Regions from separate parts of the Mus musculus genome. Here all the other regions are linked to region 2. A link is a contact called in public ChIA-PET and promoter capture Hi-C data. All regions are on one chromosome and are shown on one strand. The core of a region is the stretch at or near the end of the contact, and the rest is flanking DNA. Distances in the headings are between cores, read along the strand shown.

Region 1 (2,856 bases), core at 17-2,516, 580 kb before region 2:
TACACTTGGCACAAGGGTAGAGGACACACAGTGTTCCTGTGTGGCAAACAGGCACCTATCTCTTGCAGACTCCCGAATGTAAATCACAAGCTCTGTTTCCAGCTCTGGAGAAACCTCCAACCTCTTGGCTTTAAAATGAACCATTTATCCAAGTATGGTAAGTTTCTCAACCAAAATTGGCACCCTCCTCACCCAAAAGTCTCCCAGGGGGCCTTCAGGGGTCATCATTCCTAATGCAGTCTATCACGGAGGTACCACAAAACAGAACAAATACTTGTGGGCGCTAACCATCAGCTGCTAAGAAACAGGGATGTTTTTCTTGTTTCTCAAACAAAAAGAAAAGTCATTGTGTCCAGGGTTTCCTATTGTAGTCACTAATAATCAGGACAATGTGATGCAGGAGTGTTCTGGAATAACAGGCAAATCGCATTACAGGAACAGCATTACAGGAACACGAAATACACAAGCACTGGAGATTAGAGCAGTCAGCCAGGGAACCCAGCCTAGGATCATTTCACAAGAAAGCTACCTGGAGAGGGCCTGAAGTCCCCGGGACATCCCCAGAGCAGCGGAGTCTCTCTGACTCAGAGTAGAAGGCACTCTCCTGGTTACAGAGTCCAGGGCATTTTCCACTGCACCCCAAACCTACAAAAAGAGACAGAAAGGCCCTTCTCCCCTCTCTTGGCTTTTCCTTATTTCCTTAAAGTTCCCTGATAGCATTTAGGCAGAAAGGAGAGAGGATGAGAAAAAAAAACATGAAGCCAGAGTAAACGAGAGGTAAAACAAACAGTGGGGAACCCCAACACAAGCGATGGGAAGTCCCTTTCTAGAGTCTGGGCTCCTGCACGGTGCTCTATGATAGTGTGTGCGCGGTAAACGGAGATCCTACCCCCACAAAACACAGAAAATCCCCAATTTGCTGCCTCCAGATCTGGCGTCCCTTCCCGATGGCAGAACCCCAAAGCACAGAGGCACCTCCCCGCACACACCCAGCTCTCCCGGAACCCGGTCCCCAGAGTAAGAGAGCGGCGGCTACGCCGGGGCCCGGGTGGCGAATCCCCGCGTAAGCAGAGCAGGGCTCCGGCTAGGGGAGCAGCTGGGTCCGCGCGTCCCAGCGTCCCCCCACGTCCTCCGAGTCCCCGGTCGCCCCCGCGCCGTCCCCCGCGGCCCACCACCTTACCCAGAGTGGATCGGAGCCATCAGCGCTGCAGAAGCTGCGCAGCGCCATGCGGGCGGCCGGCTGAGCGAGGAGGCGCAGCGCCGCGCGGTTGGCCCGCGTCACCGGGATGCAGCCCCGCCCCACCCCGCCCCGCCCCGCGCGTGGGAGCGAGCACGGCCACGAGTTGCCCTGGCCTGGGCCTGCAGGCCTCGTCTGCAGCTCCCACTCACTGGCGGCTCCTAAAGCCGACACGGCCCGGAAGAACCCCGCACTGGGCCCTCCACACCTGGGCTTCATCCCAGGTGACCCTAACTGTACCGCTGGCCCCCCGCTGCGGGAGAACGCTCGGTGCTTGCGTGATTTTAGGGCTTTTTCCTTCAGTTGCACCTGGAGGGATATGGATGTGAGCTCCCAAGAAAGGAAAGAGAACAGATAAGGAAACTGAGGCTCAGAAAGGTGAGGAAATTCGCTCAGAGTCCCTCAACGAGTAGAAGTGTAGTTCGTTTGAATCAGGAGCCCTATGAATCCATTCTAAACACTGAGATCTCCATCCTGAACACCAGTTTGCCACCCCTCCTCCATGGTCTGCAAAGCACCCTGGGAATTTCTCCCATTCTGAGTGCAGCCAGGAAATAACTCATTTCCTTATTACTTGGTATGAGGAATTTGGGGACAGGGTTTCATATAATAACTAAATCTGGCCTCTAAAGCACTATGTAGTAGAGGATGAATGACCCTGAACTTGTGAGCCCCTCTGCCTCCATTTTTTTTTTTTTTTTTTTTAAGACAGACTGAAGTTTCTCTATGAAGCCCCTGGCTGTCCTGGAACTCAATTTGTAAACCAGGCTGGCCTCGAACTCAGAGATCTGCCTGCCTCTGTCTCCCAAGCTCTGGGATTAAAGGTGTGCATCACCTTTCCTCCACTTCTTATTACCCCAGCCACCTGGGGCGCTGACAACAAAACCCAGGCTTCCTCCTAGGTTTTGTTGTCAGCAGGAACCACTCCACCAGCTGAGCTATGTATACCCCTGAAAAAATATTTTAATTTAAAAAGTAATAAAGAAAATGAGTAAGATAAACAATTTTTGAAGGTCAACCACAAGTCAGGTCCCCCTCAGTATGAATAAGAGTTTGGTGGTGGTGGTGGTGGTGGTGGTGGTGGTGGTGGAGGTGGTGGTTGTAGTAACAGCATTTACTTCTATGTGTGTATGTGTGTGGGTGTGTATATAAACTTGTGCTTGTGGAGGTCAGGACAGCCTGGGAGAGTTGTTTTTTGTGGAACTTTGTGGATTCCAGGGAGCTAACTCAAGTCATCAGGCTTGGCAGGAAGTTTCTTTACCTCTGTGAATAAGTTTTTTAAAGATAATTACTTTCAGGTAACAATTCTCAATGCACTGTTACCCATATTTATTGAGCATCTGCTGTATAGCAGGAGTCTTGCTAGGCTCTAGCAAGCTAGCAGCTGGAATATGCTCAGATCTGACAGACGGGAAAGTGGAGCTGTATTTTCATGTGTTTTAGTGATAAGGCAACAGATCTTAATGACATGCTTTCATAATCGGAAAGTGTATTTGAAACTGTTGCAAGATCCAGGAAGGGGATAAAGAGGATCAAGGGGGCCAGGCCTGCTCAGGTAAAAGTCTAGAAGGCTTTCTGAAAGAAAGCTTTTGAGCTAAACACAAGCATGGTTGGGATTC
Region 2 (2,781 bases), core at 46-2,545:
CCTGAAGAACCAGGAAGACCAGTTATCAAATTCATGACAGAGAATGACGGCAGGGAGCATGGCTGAGCCAACATCATTTTGTGTGATGAGGCTTAAGTTTCTCAAATGATATCCCTCCTTCCAACCTTCTCTCCCAGGAAGCCACTCTTCCCTCAGTAAATCTGTCTCAGAAGCTGTGGCAGAATCCAACCTAGGCTACATAATGAGATCTTATTAAGAGTAAGGGAAGGAAAAGAAACTCCATATTCCCACATTAACCCTGTAAGATCCTGTTTAACCAGCCACCTTTCCTAACCCTGATCTCATGATACAATCATTTGTTAAAAGCGTGATGTCCTTTCTATTCCTCAAATTTGTCAAGCTGATTCCCATTTCACCTGCTACTCGCTGTTAGAAACACTCTTCCCAAGGTTGGAGTTCAAATGTCAGAGGCCCTCTCCACCAGAACCTCATACACTCACGCTTTATCCTGGAACGTTGTAGTTCTTCATAGCATTTACTGATACCTGAAACTATCTTATCCATGTATTGCCGCCGCCCCCCCACCCCACTGCCCCGCCTCCGGCTCTGCTGGGTATGGGTTAGTGTCTGGATAAGCTGCTGTCCCCAGTGCCTTAACACAGAGTATACACACTTTATTAACAATTGTCAGTACTATGCTAAGTGCTTTACAAGGTTTACTTCGTTTAAACAAGAGAATCAGACAAAATCTAAAGGTTAGATTCCAAATGTTTTATAGGGATAGGTATTTTAAAATGTTGGGCAAAAAGGACTGCTTATATAATATACGGTTCCACTATGCTACTGCTTGCTTCTACAGAAACAAATTTCAAACAAAATTTTTGGAATTCGATAGGTCACCAGTGACAGCTTTCCCCTAGATATCCAAAACCCTGGAAATGCCGCCCATGTCTTGGCCAAGAGAGGGAAGAGGAAAGGCACGGAAGATTAGCCTAGAGTCCCACAAGGGTGCCCCAAGAGTGAGTGGGAAACAATGGAACAGACAAGGCTCGCCCGGGCAGAGGGGACCCGAGGGAACCAGAGGCTCCTGCGTGCCCGAGCCGAGCCCGCACGCCCGGCCCCCTCGGCACATGCGGAGAGCTCTCAGCGGGCTCGAGCCCCGCACCCGCAGGCGGAGGCCGCCCGGATCTTACCCAGTCCGCGACGCACTCAGCGTGGCAGAGGCCGCTGCCGTCACATCGCCCGACAAGCGCGTGTGAAGCAGCGGGGCCGCCATTCGGCCTGAACTGAGCGAACGCCCGGCCTTGCGCCGGAAGCCACGACCTACCCGCCCCGGAAGTGGCGCTGCAGAAGGCAGCCCCTTGCGGGACGCGGCCCACGTGAGCAGAGCGTAAGGATCGCAGCAAGAAGGCGGGTAGGCTTGCGTCTGACCTTAACCGGCCTGAAGCTTTCCTAGAAATAGGCTGGCACAGCTTGGCGGGGCAATCGGTGGCCGCATTCCTCAGAAACTCCTTCAAAAAGAAGCTTGTCTTAGAGGCGTGTGCACGTGACCTTGGCGCTCAGGAGGTGGAGGCGGGAGGATAAAAGGAGTTCAAAGCGGGTTTCCTTCTGGGAAGTGAGTGGAGGAGGAAGGTCAGCTGGGTGCTTTCTCTGCCTCTCTGACCTAGCAGGCTTGCACCCCAGCATCTGGCCCCTGAGTCTTCATTGGTAAAATCGAACGGCTGGGATTTTTTTGGTTTTCAAACAACATGTTGGCTCTCTTAACTTTTGGCAAGACTCCGAGGGACACTGAGAGATCACTCCTGCTGAGGACAACCTGAGAAGCCATCAGATTTGGTCCCGTGCATCAAGCCAGAAGCAGCCACAGGGATGGCTGTGTTTCTCATGACCCCACACAAGAAGACCACCATCTTCACTGAGGCCAAGGAGTCAAGCTTGGTGTTGGCACTCAAGCGCATCATTGAGGGCATCATGAAGAGGCCTCCTGAGGAGAGCTGCTGTTCAAGGACAACCAGCTCCTTGATGAGAAAACTCTGGGGGAATGTGGCTTCACTAGTCAGGTAGCAAAGCCACAGGCCCCAGCCACAGTGGGCCTGGCCTTCAGAGCAGAAGATGCCTTTGAAGGCCTGCCTATCTACCCCAATTCTTGTCCTCCAGAACTTCCAGGTGTGATGAAGGATTCTGGAAATAGTGCTAAGGAACAAGTTGTACAGTGAGGGCCCCAGGCCCACCTCCTAGAGATCCATTCCTCCCCCACCACCACCACCACCAAAAAAAGGGAGTTCAAAGCCAATGGGTAACTATTAGGACCTGGGTTACTCAGGTAAAGAGCCCGGTTTAATGTTAGTAATACAGGCACTGGAGAGGTGGAAATAGAAGGATCCTGTATATCATTTTAGACACATTTTCACACCTTACTCTGTGTGAAACACATATTACACAGTGACCTAGCCAGAAGTGTGGAGACTGGTAAAAAGCCAGAGGGGAGAGTTGGACCGATGTTACCATGGGTAAGAGAACCCAGGCTGGGGAGCTGGGCATGATGGTACATACCTTTAATCTCAGCACAAACAGGCAGATCTCTGAATCTGAGGCTAGTTTATTTAGACTATCGCGTAAGTTCCAGAACAGCCAAGGCAATACAAAAAGAGCTTGTCTTGAAAACAACAAAAGAGGATCCAGGTTCACAACTGTTTCTAACTGCAGTCCCCAGTCCCAGGGCTTCTTAAACCTCTGTGAGCACAGCAGGGACACACAGATGTACAAAAAAACCCACCCAAACACATAAAATAAATCTTAAGACAGTTTTAGAGAATTTGC
Region 3 (2,700 bases), core at 92-2,591, 520 kb after region 2:
CTATTTCCTTATTACTAACAATAAGCATGAGGGATTTTGTGTACTCCATTAAATGTAGAGAACTCGGGCTTTGTATTGGTTACAATGTAGCCTGGAATACAGCATCCCTGGAGGGCTGTATTATCTGAGCCTAACCAGAGACAGGCTGTGATTTATCTTGCACGCTGTCAGTCAGCCTACATTGTTTTTCTCATTAGCATCAATTACCCCAAGTAACACGGTTTTATCTCAGGTCCCAATCTTTGTTCCTGACTTTGAGACTCACTGTCCCACAAGTGCATGCGTACATACGTGAGTGTGTGTCTCCAAACATACTCACTAGCCGCAGGGTCCGTGATATTACGTCCTACCTAGCTGGGTGTCTGGGCTGCACTAACGCCATAGCACGTATTTCTTCTTCACATCTAAAGGAGAGCACTCTACTGACCTTGGATCACGTATAGGAAGATATAGTATGAACTTCGTGTCAGGGTGGCAAACATTTGCCACAGAACCAAAAGTTAGGAACTTCACAACCGCTCATCCTAAGAGTGCGATCTCAAGCTTCAGAAAAGAATCAAACTTTTCAAAGTTTCTTTGCCTGAGGCAAACCTTGAGCTATCCTCGTGGCCTGAGACCCTACACCCGCCGCACCCCTCGTCACTGTCACACCGCGTCTGCTCATACACAGGGCCAAAGGGTAGCTTCTGAACACTGAGAACTAGGCAAAGTTTCAGGGACAGAACAAAAGCGGTGGAAAACTTTCTCCCTGGAAACCCGGAACGCTGCGTGCGTGCAATTTCGGGAGGGCTTGCAGACACACCCTCTGCAGCCCCGCGGGGACCCCAGGGGAAGAGCCGCGAGCAGGGCTGGGGAGGAGGATGGAAGGTGAGTCCGGGGCGTGGGCCGTCCCCATCCCACCACGTCCCCGTCGAGTGGCTCCGGCCAAGGCGCTGCTGCACCTCACTGCAGTTCCAGCGTGGGAGCGCGCAAGCGAAGCGCCTGGTACCAACTCCAGGCTGCCCGGGAAGATCGGGCCGCGGCCGCACACAGGGGACCCCCGACGAGGGAAGCCCGGACCCGGTAGCCCCGAGACCGCGGCCGCCCCGCCCCGCCCCGCCCCGCGCGAGTCCCGGGACAGCGCGCACCCGGAGGCGCCGCAGCAACCTCGAGGGGCCACCGAGGACGCGGGCCTTCCGTCCGTCCCTCTCCCGGGGCCCGGCCTCGCCCTCCGCAGCTCTCCCCTGCCTCAGTCCCAACGGCCGCCTCGCACCCGCTCGCCGCTCACCTCCCCGGCCGCTGCCGCCGCCGCCGCCACCGCTGCCGCAGCTACCACCGGATCTCGCGAGACTTCGCTCCGCCCCCGTGCTTACCCTCCTCCCGTCTGAAGGCACGGAGCCCGTCCTGGAAGCTCCAGGTAGCGCCGAGCCGACTCCCGGAGGTTTACACCCTGCTTCCCTTCTCCCACCCGGCATCCGCCCTCGCCCCTGACCCGGAAAAGTTAAAACCCAGGTGCGAGGCCGCCCGCTCCCGCCGCGCTCTCACCTGGCTGCCCCGGGGCGCATGCGCAGCTGGGCTGCGGAGCTGGGAGCTCTTTGGTTGCTGCCTAAGCTCTGGCTGCTCCCAGTCAGATAGATGGTCAGTCAGTGCCGGCTACCCTAGCAAGCAAACAGCTCATGCTGCCTCACTAAGTGCATTCTTGCCGCCTCCCCATTCCAGAAGGAGGTTGCAGCGGACGAGCAGACCGGCCTGTGGAGTCGGTGCGTTTCTGATGCCACACCCGCACCTGTAGGAACCCCTCCTCTTGAGCCCTGCCTCACTCTCCACCCCTCTGTAGTTCTTCCGAGTGGAAGAAGTGACCCCAATAGGGGGTCTGTTGCAACCCATCTTAATGCAACTAGACAAGAGAACGCTTTTCACACTTTCTCCAACTCTGTAGAGCCCTAAAAGCAAAATATGTTCGAAAACAGTGGGAGAACCCAGGATAGAATGGTTCATGGACATAGAGCCAGGGCATTCGTGGAGTTAGGTCAGCTGTTCGGGGCCACAGGGGGTCGCATATCAGATTCTGTGTATCATTTACATTGATTCATAACAGCAAAATAACTTTATGGTTGGGGGATCACCACAACATGAGGAACTGTATTAAAGGGTCCCAGCATTAGGAAGGCTGAGAACCACTGCATTACGGTGTGACTTCTTCCCAAAAGAAAACTTAAGAGTAATTGCTTCTAAGGAAGAGAGGCTGGCATAGTGAGATGCACTAAAGTGGGTACCCATAACCTCGTGCCTTAGAGTTTTACTGCTGTAAACAGAAAATTGCCATGACCAAGGCAACTCTTATAAGGACATTTAATTGGGGCTGGCTTACGGGTTCAGAGGTTAAGTCCGTTATCATTAAGGCAGGAACATGGCAGCAACCAGGCAGATATGGTACAGAAAGAGTTGAGAGTTCTACAGCTTCATCTGAAGGCTGCTAGGAGAAGAATGGCTTCCAGGCAGCTAGGGTGAGAGCCTTAAAGCCCATGCCCACAGTGACACACCTACTCCAACAAGGCCACATCTTCTAATAGTGCCACTCCCTGGGCAGAGCATATACGAACCATCACACTTCCGAAGCCTGCAATAAAGAAAATACCCATATGGTCTTAGTAACACAGTATTTGAATTTGCATGACTCTAGGGCCTGGCACTGCCTTGTGACAAGGTCTTTGTCTTAGT
Region 4 (2,857 bases), core at 319-2,818, 540 kb before region 2:
TAAGGGAAAGTTTGAGATGACGGCTCTGTATCTATTTTTGGTGAGCATGGTGAGAATACTAAGTCACATAATGCTTTGCCTCTGGAATTCCTCATCAGTATATCAATAGTGCTGTTCACCTGTAGAATTGGTTAATCCTTCTAATTTCCTGAGCTACTGACCAAGTATTCAGGCACCATGGTTTTACAAAATAGGAAAGCCTAACTGAGTAAGACCATTCTAAGGCTACAGAACAGGTTTCGAAGGTTACTCAGGTCTTCAAATTTATGCAGCAAGAACTTTATTCACTGAGCCATTCCTCTAAATGGATTTCAAACTTTAAAACTGCTACCCACTTTAAGAAATATCTCAGAAGCCTGATATGGTGATGTACTCCTGTCATTGCAGCACTTGGGAGGCTAAAGAAAGGAGGGCTAATTCAAAGCCACCCTGTGCACTTCAGAAAAAAAACAAAACAAAGCTAATCTTAGGAAGAACATACATCTATCTCCCTGAGGCAAATTTAAAAACAAAACCAAGTTGTGGCAGTATAGGGGCGTTCATCACTTTGAGAATGAGGCAAAAAGAGTGTTTGTTGTTAGTTCAATGTCAGCCTGAGCTACAGAGTGAATGCCCAGATAGCGTGGACTACAAGATGAGACAAAAACAAACAAACACCCAATGATTTCTTTTAAAGTCTATATTTTCTATTTCTTACAGTTTACTTCCTCGAAAATATGCTCACTAGCATCCACTCATAGACTTCCACTATTGGGCTGTCCAGAATTTTAAGGGTCCAGTGTCTTAGACTCCCTGGAGAGTCAACTGCCATTATACTGCCTCACATTTTGAATGTATTATTCCCATGTTTGTTCTTCTTAATCTTTTATCAGCTGTTTCCACAAACAACTCGAGGATTCCAAATGTACTCGGTGTTAACGGTAGTGTAGAGAGCAAGCTTTGAAGAGATGCTGGCCTGGGTTTAGGTTATCACCTGCTCCACCATTTGCCAGTGATCTTCCTTTAGACACTCAACTTCCTCCTCTGTATAACGGGCATCATTGACCTGAGGCGTGTAAAGACTTCCTAGTGTTCACTTTCGAGTGGGTGCCGTGTAAGATGATTTTTAAGGTGGCACTTCTCAGACTAACAGCATCCATCCACAGCATTCTGGAAGTTGACAGAAAAACCAACTCTTGGTCCGTGCCTCAGAAAGACCCAAGGGTGGGTCAGAGCAGTCTGTTCTAACCAGTCTTCCAGGTAATTCTGACGCTGGGTTGTGTCTGGGACTCGGACTGAGCACAAAGCCTGCCAAGGTGCGGGGAGGGGAGGTGAACAATCAGCACCTTGACCTGTAGGACTTGGGCGGCGACAAAAGGCAAAGCAGTTGGGTACAGATTTGGCTCTGGCTCCAAGCTTTTCTGCAGTGTAGCCCGCCTCACACGGTCGCTGATTGGTGGAGTCTCATGTGGCGGCTCGCCAATCACCGGAGCGCAGGCACAGACGCGGTCTAGCAGAGCCATACTCCTATTGGTTGGAGGCCGCGCCGAGAGCCGTGCGTACGCACTGGAGAGGCGTGGCACCAGCAGCCGTTGAAAAATGGCGACTGTTACGGAACTGAAAGCTGGTGAGTGCATTGAGGGGATGCTCGGTTGCGGGAAGCGTCGAACCTTCCGTATATGATAGGGATGGGACAGAAGGAGAGCGCGCGGGACATCGGCTCATCTTTTTCCAGGGTCGTTCTAGGGTGGCAGGGCCCACCAGGGGCGGCCTTTGCGCATGCGCTATGTTAGGGCCAGCCTTTGAGCTGGAGGAAGGGACTGGTATCTGTTGTCCCCTCAGGACCTCTGGGTATCTCTTAGAACCCTACTGAGCAGACAGCGCCCAAAGGCCTGCGTTCCGAGCTGACCACGACAACACCACAGCCACGATTTGGTGACAGACACACTTCCCAATGATTTGCACGGCTAGCCCATCCGGACGACAACGTATGGCTAGGTCCTCCTTGTCCTTTGGCAGAAACCTGAGACAGAGTTGTCCATCCTGGCGGCTCTTCAGGATTTTTCGGAAGAGGTTTTCCAAAATGGTTGGTTGTGTGCAGGGTGCATGCAGGTTCCATCCCCAGGACTACAAAACAAGGAGTAGACATCAATAACGCGTGTATACTGTTAACTCTGAATAGTAATTAGAGTTAACGTTTGAGTTGTAATTGGAGTTAAGGTTCAGTATGTGATTCTATCAGACCCTTAACAACTCATCCAACTTGATTCTGTGTAGCAACGCTATGTCCATTTCATACATGAGAGTTGGAATATTTCATCCACGATAATTTAGATAGAAATCGACTCGTGTGGAAACCCCATAAGGTGCACTGGCTTAATCATGCCATTCTGCTTCCCGTAGAATAAACCTAGTTCTGAGTGTCAAGGAATTCAGAGACTAAGCCAACGGTAATGGAAATCTGGAGAGAACCAAATGGAATAGTTTGGAGACTAAGATGTAGTAACTATTGACTGCATATGTATTGGGGACACTGCTGGTGAGCATTCCAAAAGCAGACATACCTCAGTCCCCAGGAGGGACTTCACATGAGTCAATGAGCTGTTCTGGGGATGGGAGTATACATAGTACATGTATATTGTATAAACTTTTCATAGGATTTCAAGATAAAGTCTATGGAAAAGAAGTTGGGTTAAGACCAATTCCTGAAGGCATTTTTATAATAATAGCATTGTAAGCATAAGACTACAAGTAGCAAAATGATAAAAGAGCCCAGAGGTTATCCCTACAAATTGAGGGGGACCTCCTTATATATGTTCTTCTGCGTTCTCTGGTTCTTGGTATGCTTTGTGTCTGAGAGAAAAGTAATAAAAACTTG

What was found. Promoter capture Hi-C pulls out the DNA fragments that hold promoters and counts their contacts. ChIA-PET counts read pairs in DNA pulled down with a chosen protein or histone mark.
Region 1: an RNA polymerase II ChIA-PET map of memory CD8 T cells shows a contact between it and region 2, with 18 read pairs. The contact joins the promoter of Abcc1 here to the promoter of Rrn3 in region 2. A contact is called at or near these places in 3 of 115 datasets of contacts at active chromatin or transcription factors (fetal liver, memory CD8 T cells and pancreatic cancer cells) and 1 of 9 other capture datasets (liver).
Region 3: a promoter capture Hi-C map of liver shows a contact between it and region 2, with 3 times the contacts expected there. The contact joins the promoter of Mrtfb here to the promoter of Rrn3 in region 2. A contact is called at or near these places in 5 of 39 promoter capture datasets (the 3T3-L1 cell line, cranial neural crest, liver and 1 more) and 1 of 484 Hi-C or Micro-C datasets (CD4 T cells).
Region 4: a contact with region 2 is called in a promoter capture Hi-C map of pre-B cells, with 2.5 times the contacts expected there. The contact joins the promoter of Cep20 here to the promoter of Rrn3 in region 2. A contact is called at or near these places in 9 of 39 promoter capture datasets (3T3-L1-derived adipocytes, the C10 cell line, the HPC-7 cell line and 4 more), 1 of 484 Hi-C or Micro-C datasets (pre-B cells), 2 of 115 datasets of contacts at active chromatin or transcription factors (effector CD8 T cells and memory CD8 T cells) and 1 of 9 other capture datasets (liver).

Annotation. Positions count from the first base shown.
Region 1 is chr16:14,359,968-14,362,823 of GRCm38.p6, reverse strand. Abcc1 (ATP-binding cassette, sub-family C (CFTR/MRP), member 1) reads right to left here and starts at 1,266. Exons shown (of 31, transcript NM_008576.3): 1 at 1,181-1,266. The coding sequence starts at 1,228.
Region 2 is chr16:13,779,213-13,781,993 of GRCm38.p6, reverse strand. It overlaps Rrn3 (RRN3 RNA polymerase I transcription factor homolog (yeast)), which reads right to left and starts at 1,295. Exons shown (of 18, transcript NM_001039521.1): 1 at 1,155-1,295; 2 at 1. The coding sequence starts at 1,237. It also overlaps the pseudogene Gm6354.
Region 3 is chr16:13,255,122-13,257,821 of GRCm38.p6, reverse strand. It overlaps Mrtfb (myocardin related transcription factor B), which reads right to left and starts at 1,341. Exons shown (of 17, transcript NM_001122667.2): 1 at 1,268-1,341.
Region 4 is chr16:14,316,043-14,318,899 of GRCm38.p6, reverse strand. It overlaps Cep20 (centrosomal protein 20), which reads left to right and starts at 1,568. Exons shown (of 5, transcript NM_025345.2): 1 at 1,568-1,606. The coding sequence starts at 1,579.